2 separate regions of the Rattus norvegicus genome follow, and region 1 is linked to region 2. Evidence: chromatin contacts called from public Hi-C data. All regions are on one chromosome and are shown on one strand. Each heading gives the region's core, a stretch centred on a gene start, on an enhancer-like site or on the middle of the called end of the contact. The rest is flanking DNA. Distances are from core to core; before and after follow the strand shown.

Region 1 (5,795 bases), core at 170-2,669, 40 kb before region 2:
CTACAGTATAAAAGGAAGTGAGCCCAGACCCTTCGGTGCCACAGTTGTGTCTGGGGGGCATCCTCACGCAGACCATCCCTGCACCCCACAGAGGTCAACCCTCTCCTTAACATGCACAGTACCTGCTGCCTCCCTTCCAGCCTCAGACTGCCTGCTGGCTGCGTGCTCTCATGGCGACTCACTCACCAATGAGTGTCAGGAATGGAGGAAGGGGGAGCAGACCCCTGCCATGTGCAGGGAGCGTCCACAAGCCCCGAGGGAAGAAGTGAGAAGGTTGTACCAAGTGGGTGCATCCGCAGAGAAGCGCACAGGCGCCTCCATTCGGGCATAAGCAGCCATGACTCTAATGCTGTGTGTGCCTCTTACGTGTGTCCTCTCTAGGCAAGGAGCCATGTGCTCTTCAACATCTGTGCTGTCTCTCTCTCAGAAACTGCAAACCTCCCGTCCCCTCAGGGCGCCCCACTGTGGGAACTAACACATGTATTGTTTCTACTGACGATGGGCGTTTCTACTTGGGCTACTGTGAATGATGCTGGAGGGCTCTTATGTGCGTGCCAGAATTTCTGCCTGTTCTTGCTTTATTTACTCAACACAAAAGACATTACAGGGAGGGGAGGACAGGGGAAAGGGCTATCTGGGCATTTGTGCCATGGTGTGTGGGACCTACACAGTTATCATCATGCACTCATGCCTGCTAGGTGTTTAGGATCCTCGGGGGAAGCAGGATGAGGGAAGCTTGTAAGTAGATTTTGAATCTAAGCGAGACAACTTCAAAGCAAAGTGAACAGAATCAATAGTCAAGTGCAGATGCTTGTCTGTCTGTCCATCTCTCTCTCTCTCTCTCTCTCTCTCTCTCTCTCTCACACACACACACACACACACACACACACACACACACCCCGAATCATCAGCCAAACCGCACACACCTGTCATGACTGTCAGGCTGAGGACTTTGCAACACTCTGAGAAAAAGTCAATGGCATCAGGCTAAGCTTCCCCTGTACAGAATGGGGCTGCTGGTGCCCAGAATCAATCACCCGAGGAATCCAAGTGATTAAGCCCTGAGTAGGAAACCCTTCGGCTATCAGAGCTGCAAGCCAATAAGAGATAACCCTGTTTCCTTTTGAGGAACACAAAAGAAACGAAGGGTTGTAAGCTTGTTACACACACACACACACACACACACACACACACACACACACACACACACACACAGTCTTAGACATCTACGAGAACTGCAAGTTAAGCCTGCTGGGAAAGTTGTTTGGAGAGCGCTAACTGCTAGGCAGGATTATCCCTGTAGGTTGAACACATCCACATGTGCCCACAAACATCTGGCCAGCGCTAAACTGACCTTTGGAAAGCCAACGGTGACAGGCAGAATAGGACTACCTGCCTTCCTCCTGAGTCCAGGCCTGGAGCTGAGCTCAGCACATTCCTGCCAGAAGACAGTGTGAGCGTATGTACGCATGCATGCGAGACAGCCTGTGTCATCACTGTGGTGGGGCGTCTGCCGGGGAGGGCCTTCGGGAGGCTGTGAGGACCCTACGCTGGCTCCACGCGACTCTGACCTGGCAGGCCAGCTCTCAATTTTTTTTTTTTTTTGACTGAGGGGTCTTGGTGTGGCTGTGCTTGTGCGAGCAGCTGTGACGATGGTGGATGAGGGGAATGTGACTTGAGAGTGAAAGAGATGAGACAGTTGTGGGTAGATGCTTGTTTAAAGGTCCAGAGACAAACATTCTGCCTGCCTGGGCTCTGCCCACTGTGGGCCTCCTAGAGGAGCATTCTGGGTCTGAGTGAACGGTTAGGTTTCCTCTGGGCTCAGGTCCTGGGGGTCCTAATCATGAAGGTGGACCAGGCTTTTCTCTCTGGTCACACTCAGGAGCAGGGAGGGCTGGCTTCTGAGCCCCACCCCTGGTGCCCCGTCACCAGCTGCCTGGATGGACGGACGCCCCTGTGTACCAGTGACAAGCCTCCACCCCTCTAGCTCCCCAGGTCAGTGTTCAGAGTGAAAGGGGAGAAGGTGGGGAGGGGTGGAGTGGAGCTGTGCTCATACGGCAGGGGGAGGGGCTGCCGGCGCGAGACTCAGTTCAGCAGATGTCATCCAGGGACTTGCCCTAGGCCACACAGCTGGCGTCTAAGTTTCCTTCAGCCCTGGAGTCTGGCTTAGCATCTTCAGCCTCCTCCCTGACCTTTGCCCTCAAACGTGGAAGAAGTGATGAAAGATTTCAAGCAAGGCTGCAGAGAAACCTGCTTAGTTCCAGAACTCAGCAAACTGGTTCTGGTCTTACCCTAGCTTAACCTGTCAGGTTCTCCAGAAGAACTGATCATGAAAGGATCGGAGCTCTCTCCATCAGGGCCAGCAACTCAACATGGAGACGGTCCCAGGAAACCCAGCTCTACTATGGGTAGAATGGAGCTGCAATCATCTGGACCTGCTGAGCTTCCAGAGGATGCTTGCTTGATCCACAATTTATGGCGCTAATAGATTCCCAACTGAGACCTTTCTTTTCTCCTTAGAGAAGGAATTCGGGGCCCCTGTGGGCTGCCTCTGGGTTGGGCAGTCCTAGCCAGAGCTCCACTGGATGTTCTCAGGTTACTGCTTCCTCCTCTCAACCCTGTTCCTGAGGTCCTCATCCCCTTGGAGCTAGCTGTCTTGATAGGAAGTGAGAGGAAATGGTTGTTGTAATACATGTCCTTAAGGTGTCCAACCATGAGACAGGATTGTCTTTCTTTGATTCAGTCCCACACCAGCCTCAAAGGGACCTTAAGGCATCTGCAGCACGAGGCTGCACAGACAGGAACTTCATTAGGGGCAGCCTGGAGTCTCTTGGAGGAGTCTTAAGCATCAGCAGCCTGAGGTCTTCACACTGACAGGGCCTTTGCTGGGCTCATGTGACTAAGCCCAAGTCTCTGCTCTGAGTCATCTAACTCAAGGTCAAACTGTGTGGGTCAGACAACCACTTTCTGCAAGAGAACTCCAGGTTGTGGTCTCTTCATTCGTCACTAGTCAGAGACCCCAGAAGGCCCACCCTGGTGTGTCACCACTGTGGAGTTATATGAGCAGTGTCACTGGGCGGCCACCGATATGGTGCTACAGCTGGGACCGGCATTCTTATTCTGCCTTCCACCTGCATTTCAGCTCCTCAAAGGGCTTCCCAGCTCAGGGCCGCCCCCTCTCCCTCCGTGCGTGAGCTTCCCTTTATCTCAGCGGGCATTCCACAAGCAATGCAGTTCTCTGTGTTGAAGCAAGCACACTGTCTGATGCCATCACCCAACCACAGTCCTTCAGTGTCACTGACGGGGTCACCATGACCTGTGCTGGTCCTTGATTCTCACTCTCACTGTGGCATCAGATCAATAATCAAGTTAAACAAGGTGAGCTGGGGGGCTGGGCCCGGCTGGTCGGAACTCAGAGCAGCCATGCTGCAGGAAGGCCAAGTCCCTAAGGTGGCCACAGTGGCTAGTGCCAGCAGAGTCGGAAGCCGGCTCCGTGATGAAGATCAGAAAGGCTGACAGCACTTGTGTGGGCGCTGACTGGAAACTCCTGAGAGGCTCAAGAAAGCAGAGAGTGCGTGCAGGAGTCCATTCCGCCGTGAAAGAGACAGCAAACGAGGAAGCGGAGGCTTCTCTGAGGCCATCTGGGAGCACGAGGCTGAGCAGAATACACACCTAAGAGCTGTCAGGCCCTAAATCTCAAACCACTTCTCCCCTGCAGCTCTCCTCAGAGCCAGGTGCTGCCAGAGACGTAAAGAACACCATCTTATTCTTGCAGGATCTGATTCAATAAAGTCAGAGTTTTGGTTAATAGCTTTCTGCCCTCAGCAAAACCTGTCCAGTGAGACATTTATTGTCCCCTGAAGCCCAGATGCTCTTGCCACAGACCAGAGTAGAAGAAGTAGGGTGGCAACGGTATACGTGCCCATGTCTCCTGAGGAACAGCCATGTGGCCCCACAACACAGGAACGAATTGCTTATGCTGGGTTTTGAGGAATTCAGCCAGTCGAGTAAAGGGCAGGGCTTGGCTAGCAGGTCTTCATGTAACCCTGGCATCCACCTTCATTTAGAAGTGCTTTCTCTATACAGCTGGTCCTGCTGGGGCCCAGCTACTGAGAAGATATCACCCATGCTAAGCCTATGGCCCAGGTGACACCGTAGTGACTGGAGTCTAATGAGACAGACACCATGCCTGGTGAATTACACAGGGAACTGAACACAGAAAAGTCACCCCTGCCTCCTCACATACATACACACACATGTGCACTGCATACATACGAACACTCGCCCTCCCCACCACTGCCACCACCATGCTGGGCAAGGACAAGATGACAAGTCCCTAGTAGTGCGGGCTGCTTGTAAGTTCCATGTAAGCAGCCTCTAACCTTCTTGGTCACACACTCTGTGCAGTGACTCTGACACAGGGAAGCTCAGGTACTGGACACACAGGCCTCACAGACCAGATCCATGCTGTTCACTTCCCATCAGCCTCAGCACCGCGTTCCTATCACCTCTGTCCTCGACAGGGACCTGGGGTCTTCCGTGGTTGGCTGTCACAGCTGTGCTCCCAGCTCAGGGGCTTTGTACTGAATGCTTTTCATTCCCCAAATATCTCCACCATCTCTCGAATGTACACCTCTCACCCAAGTTCCCGTTTACCAAGGCCGGCCTCTGTGACCACACATGCTCTCACCACACATGGACACATTTGGCTTCAGTTTTCTTAGTCCAACCAATGTATCAGAGGAGGACCTGTCATAATATCTAGCTTGATGCTCTTACTTGCAAACAGGCTCCAGGAGGCCTTAGAACGCTGGCAGTGCTAAGTATAGGGGCTGGCCATACTAGATGTTGAGTGCTGACAGTCCCACGCAAGTAGAGCTGACGGTACCAAGCACAGAGTACTGAGGTACCAGGCACAGAGTACTGAGGTACCAGGCACAGGGTACTGAGTTACCAGGCACAGGGTACTGAGTTACCAGGCACAGGGTACTGAGTTACCAGGCACAGGGTACTGAGGTACCAGGCACAGGGTACTGAGTTACCAGGAACAGAATACTGAGGTACCAAGCACAGGGTATTGAGGTACCAGGCACAGGGTATTGAGGTACCAGGCACAGGATACTGAAGTACCAGGCACAGGGTACTGAGTTACCAGGAACAGAATACTGAGGTACCAGGCACAGGGTACTGACGGTACCAGGCACAGGGTACTGACGGTACCAGGCACAGGTACCAGGCATAGGGTACTGAGGTACCAGGCACAGGGTACTGACGGTACTAGGCACAGGGTACTGAGTTACCAGGCACAGAGTACTGAGGAACCAGGCACAGGGTATTGAGGTACCAGGCACAGGGTATTGAGGTACCAGGCACAGGATACTGAAGTACCAGGCACAGGGTACTGAGGTACCAGGCACAGGGTACTGAGGTACCAGGCACAGAGTACTGAGTTACCAGGCACAGAGTACTGAGGAACCAGGCACAGGGTACTGAGGTACCAGGCACAGGGTACTGAGGTACCAGGCACAGAGTACTGAGTTACCAGGCACAGAGTACTGAGGAACCAGGCACAGAGTACTGAGGTACCAGGCACAGGGTACTGAGGTACCAGGCACAGAGTACTGAGGTACCAGGCACAGAGTACTGAGGAACCAGGCACAGGGTACTGAGGTACCAGGCACAGGGTACTGAGGTACCAGGCACAGGGTACTGAGGTACCAGGCACAGAGTACTGAGGTACCAGGCATAGGGTACTGAAGTACTAGGCACAGAGTACTGAGATACCAGGCATAGGG
Region 2 (5,503 bases), core at 1,715-4,214:
GCAGAAACATCCCGTAAGATGCAGGGCATGAAGCACTGATGCTGACAGCAACTGCTGTCCCCACTGCCCATGCCTGACCTCACTGTGCCACCTGCCCCTCCGTCGCCATCTTAGGGTCATACCTTCGAGAACTGTAATCACCGGCACCCACCTCCTCCATCCTCCCCACATCCTTCACTTTTACGAGTTTACATGACAACACGGAGCGAGCGCCAAGCACAACACGTTCAGCCAAACTTTTGTGAGAGTCAAAGGGTTTCATCAAGAAAGTAAAGGCGACGCACAGAGGAGAAAATAAATATTTGCAAGATATTCACTCTTTGGAATTCCCACAAACCAGGCAGAAAAAAGACAACACAGTTTAAAACAGGCAGGAGGGGCTGGAGATGGCTCAGTGGTTAAGAACGCTAGCTGCTCTTTCAGAGGTCCTGAGTTCTGTTCCCAGCATCACCCCAGGTGGCTCATGACTCCCTCTAACTGCAGTTTGGGGGAATCCGAAGCCCTTTTCTGGCCTTGCATACATGTGGCACGTATAAACACAAACTGTCCCCCTCCCCTTCCCCTCTCTCAATGAATCTTGAATGGGAAAAGGGGAGGAAGCTTCATCAGACACTTCCCCCAAAGAAGAGCAACAGGGCCACACACATGCTTGAGAAAATACTCATGGGCAGCACAAATCCTAACCACAAGTGTGAACAGCTTCTATTGACAGAGATGGAGAAGACAGAGCCGTAACACTCCCGAGAATGTGGAAATACCACTTCTGTCATGGAAACAATTTGGTTTGGCCCTTCCTCAGCAAGTTACGTTAAATATGAGAGTCCTGTGTAACCTACTCCTGGCTATCGACCCGAAAGAACTGAAGGCAGAGATTAGAGCAGCCTGCACACAAATGTTCACAGAGCACTAGTCACAAAACTAGTCCAAGGGGGAAAAACAGCCTCAACCTTCATCGCCGGATGAGTGGGTGAAAAAATGTGGTATATCTATGCAGGGGAATATTATTCAACCAGGAAAAGCATGAAGTCATGGAAAATGTGTGCAATTTCCAAATGAAAGGTAAAGTATGAGGAGCCGGTTGCATTATGATTCCATTTTTATAAAAACCCCCGGACAGGCAAAGCCAGAGACAAAAGGAGATTGAACTTGCCAGATTCTGGGAGTAGAGGGATGGAGAGTGGATGAGGTTTGGGGTAATTACTGGGTCATCAGTGTTCCCTGGGGGTTTATTGCTGCGATACCATTGGGAAGTGGGGGCTGAGGTCACTGGTGGTGTGCCCTTGAAGGGAACATGGAGACCCAGGTCTTCTCTGCTTCCTTCCTGAACATCATGGAGTGAGAAGTCTCCACCATCACGTGCCCAGCACATCCTCTCCAGAAACTGTCTGGTCCTTCCTCAGCAAGTTCACTTTAAAGTCACTATGTGTGTCGCCACAGGCCTGAAGCAGCCACAGACAGGCACCTCTGCAATCATTGACCAAAGGAAGCCTTGTCTCCTTAGTTACCCACGCCAGGCGCTCTGTCACGGCAACACTGGTGAGACAGCCCTCAGACTGAGGGCTGACTACAGTGCTGGGAATGCACTTCGTGTCCTCTACTGTGTACTCTAAAACTGCAGAGGCACTGTGTTACACAAAGGTAGGTTAAATCCACACATTCTGGGAGAAACAAGTCTAAGTTCTCCTGTATCTGTATTTCTCACAGCGGTAAATGCGTTTGTGCTAGATGTTGGCCTCTATTTCTTTGACTATCTTATTTCGATAGTCTACTTTTCGCCATCATGTAGCGTCTTGCTGTGGAGACAGACCATCATTGTTCGACTCCTCCCCCATTCACAAGGATTGAATTGTCTGCAATCGATCTGTTGAGAGGCCCTAGAAGCAATGGCACCCCAGCGGCAGGCAGCATTGGCAGGGCCACGGTCTTCTTCCTAAGTGTTGTTTACCACCATCAGTAATGAAGTGGCTAACGCTGTTATGCCACCAGACAGTCACGAGATGGCCAAAACATTACTTGGAGAAGAGACTCAGTCCAGGGCAGGAAGTGTGTAAGATAAGGCAACAATTCTAGCAGTGTTTACAATATTGTGGGGACAGTCAAAAGACCCAGGAGCCATGTGATGGGGCTCCAGCTGGACAAGTCTCAGACAGTGTGAGCATCAGAATAGGCTAATGGAGCATTTTAACTCATTTCCTAAAAAGCCAATCTCCAAGTCCAGACATACACGCATACACATAAAAACATGCATACATACAAGCATACATGAGCACATATGTACACATGCATATACACACCGGCACCCATTCATGCATGCACATGCATACACATACACATGTTTGTACATACATGGGTACCACATATACATATATACATAACACATATATCCATGCATGCATACGTGTATATAAGCATGCACACACACATATATTCACATGCATACGCACACAGACACACATGTATGCGTGCACATATACACATATATTCACACAGGAAAGATGGTAGATCTTTTCCTGAGAAAGACTCCCTTTCCAACCAGCTCATGTGGAATTAGTGATGAATTAGAATATTACTCTTTGGCGGCCATCACAGCCATAATTCAGGCAAGAGACACTGATGGCCGCTAAAAGTAACAGGTGAAAGTTGTATGAGAATGAGGCTGTTTACATAACATTCTAAGTGCACCCTCCCCCCAGAACGCTGACTCATCACATCGAGAAACCAACCCTTTATTAAAAGGAGAGAGAGCCTCACTGTGGACAGCCCCAGCCCCACATCAGGGATCCTATGACCAGGAAGGTGCTGGAACAGCCACCGGCTGCCTGCTGTGAGGCCCTAGCTCAAGCAAGCAGCCTGTGGCTTGCCTGCCAACAGCTAACCCAGCATCTGATCATGAGGAAGTGCTGGGCACACCCAGGGTGAGGGCAGCCACACAATAGCTGGCCTGTGGCCTGGACACACTGGGCAAGCGCTGAGGTAATGGAAGCTGTGGGAAGCCGTGGGACAGAAGAGAAACGGCCACAGACTGGGTCATGTCTGGGGTGCTTCCAAAAAGCATGTCATTAAGACAACTTGCTGAATGCGAACAGAGCCTGAAGTGGGGCTAATCACTCTGTGTTGACATTAGTTTCTGGACTTGATAGTGACACTGTGGCGATCCACCTTGTTTTCACAAAGCCAGCGGGGTTAGGCAGCAGTTCTCAACCTGTGGGTGCTGACCCCTTTGGGGTCGTACATCAGACATCCTGAATATCAGATATTTATGTTATCATTCATAACAGTAGCACAATGGCATTTATGAAGGAGCAACAAAAAGAATTTTGTGGTTGGGGTCACCGCAGCATTACGAAGGTTGAGAACCACTGGATTAGGGGGTGTTGTATCTGTAATTTACTCTCAATCATTGGGAGTCTACACGGACAAGCAGTACATGAGTGGAGGTGGGGGTGGGAGTGGGGGTAGACGGACAGATGGACAGCTATCAGAGCTAAGAAAACTTGGAGAGATGTTAGTTTTGTGAGTTGAGTGAAGAGCACCAAGAGAGCCCTTTAGATTGTCTGACAGTGTTTTAATGTGCATGTAGTATGTATATGTGTGTGTGTTGTGTGTATGTGTGAACACACACGTGTGCTTCGTGTGGGGGTGCATGTACACATGCATGAGGAGGCCAGAAGTGGATGTCAGGGGTCTTCCTCTACCCACCCTATTATTACCTTTTGTGAGAGTTTGAAGTTGTCAAAATGGAATGCTACTTTTAAAAAGGAAGTGAAAGAGACTAGGGGCATGGCATGCTTGTGTAACGTGCATAGAGCCTGGGCCTCAACCCCCAGCACCATGTACAGCATCATCTATAGTCCAGTACTCGGGAGATGGAGGTAGAAGGCCTCCATCGGAAGTTCAAGGCCGTCCTCAGCTCTGAAGTGGAGGGTTGCGTAACAACCTTGCTTCAAAATGGGGGGTGGGGACTTTAGCAGTAACGAGGTGAGGACAAAGACACTATAATTGTAATTGTCTCCAGGGCAGCTGGAGTGTACCTCAGGCAGGCTGTGTAGGACTGGAAGACTCTCAGGATTCATTCCCAACACCCACACAGCCCAGTCTGGGCTGGCAGGGACAGAGCGCCTTCTCAGGACAGGTGCGTGGTGGCCACCAGAGGGCGCCTTCCCAGAAGTGCATTAGGTGCCAGGCCACATAGCTGTGCCATTTGATGGCTGCACTTTTCAGGAAACCCGGATGCCACACATACTTTCCCTTTCTTTGTGGACAGGCCGGATGAGTCACGTTTTTCAGAAGGCTGCAGACCTGCCAGCTGCCGGGATCTGGAAAGCTCCTGCTGTAGCCAGTGAGCACAGGGCCCAGGGAGGCTGGCTGGCCCAGGGTGGATGAGCTGTGGCCTCTGAAGAGGGAGCTGTGTCTGGAGTATGGGCCAGCCAGAGTAAATCTTGTTTTGTTGGGCATTGAGCAAACTCATGTTAAGCTAAATTCTGGCGTCTGAAGACACACTCAGATGGTTGGTCCAAGCCCCCTGAACAGTGTACACACGTTTCCTGTTTGCATAACCCCGTGTACCCGCCTGCAGGCCTGCCCATTCCCAGGTGGCACATGCAGCCTCCTCCCCTCACTCATCCAATCCCGACCCGTGTTTAAGCCTTGGCTCAATCTGTCTTACTGTCCCCTCTTCCTGTGTACACACTGGCATTGAGTCACTGGATCTGAGACCTCATGAAGCAGCCCTGTGGCTGCTGGGAGGGTCCTTCTAGAAGCAGCCAAGAAGGCTACAGGAGGAGAGGTGGCCTGCCTCCCAGTTAGTGGTGGCATGACACATTCTGTTCACTGCATGCTGACTTCTTGGAGAAGCACCACATTCCCCCCAAAGACGTCTCCATGAAGGGAAGAAGTGTGCCAGGGTCCCCTCCTATCATCCTGTCACAAGCTTCCTCCCCCAGGTTCTTTCTCTGGTAATACTTCAGGGAGGCTAGTGATGCCCATTCTCTGTCTCTCCAGCATCTAAACCAATGCCCAGGCCCCATGGAGTCCTCTGAAAGCTAACAGCGAAAGTGCACCATCCAAGACCCACAGAGATGTCCCAGGTACACACCAAACACATGGCACGGAAGGAAGCATGCCAGGCGTGCCCGAGACTTGGGCTTCTGTCAGTGAAGGGTGGGTGTGCAATTCTCCATTACCGACGGACTGCTGCTCCTGTCTCAGGTGCTGGGAGGAACTCAATGGATCTATCACCGAGACCCAGTAACATGGCCCCCATGACGTGGCCCTGCGGCCATTTGATGCCCTCTATATACCGTGTGTTCTCTCATCTACTCCTTGCTCTTCTGTTTCCCAGAGGGGGTGGGGCTTTGTTTCTAACCTCTGGGTCAACTCCCAGGTTCCTGTGGCTATATCTCAGCTTTTTTTACCTCACGGCCGTAAGGCCACATGACTGTAGCCATCTAAGTCTGGACTGAGCCCGTCTGTTCTCAGTACACACCAGTTCCACTTTCCCTTG

What was found. Hi-C and Micro-C count contacts between places; a contact is called where the count stands out from the background.
Region 1: a contact with region 2 is called in a Hi-C map of liver, with 1.6 times the contacts expected there. The contact joins two enhancer-like sites. A contact is called at or near these places in 8 of 12 Hi-C or Micro-C datasets (the A7r5 cell line, Schwann cells, hepatocytes and 4 more).

Annotation. Positions count from the first base shown.
Region 1 is chr4:10,872,570-10,878,364 of GRCr8, reverse strand. All of the region lies in intron 3 of Prkag2 (protein kinase AMP-activated non-catalytic subunit gamma 2), which reads right to left. Among named protein-coding and RNA genes, the nearest start is that of Prkag2, 130 kb to the right of the region's middle. Within about 2 kb of position 1,419, at least 7 of the 93 cell types and tissues checked have an H3K27ac peak or open chromatin away from gene starts, as enhancers often do. A contact at or near this core is called in liver, where this site is marked.
Region 2 is chr4:10,834,177-10,839,679 of GRCr8, reverse strand. The region is part of intron 3 of Prkag2 (protein kinase AMP-activated non-catalytic subunit gamma 2); the gene reads right to left. Among named protein-coding and RNA genes, the nearest start is that of Prkag2, 92 kb to the right of the region's middle. Within about 2 kb of position 2,964, at least 40 of the 93 cell types and tissues checked have an H3K27ac peak or open chromatin away from gene starts, as enhancers often do. A contact at or near this core is called in liver, where this site is marked.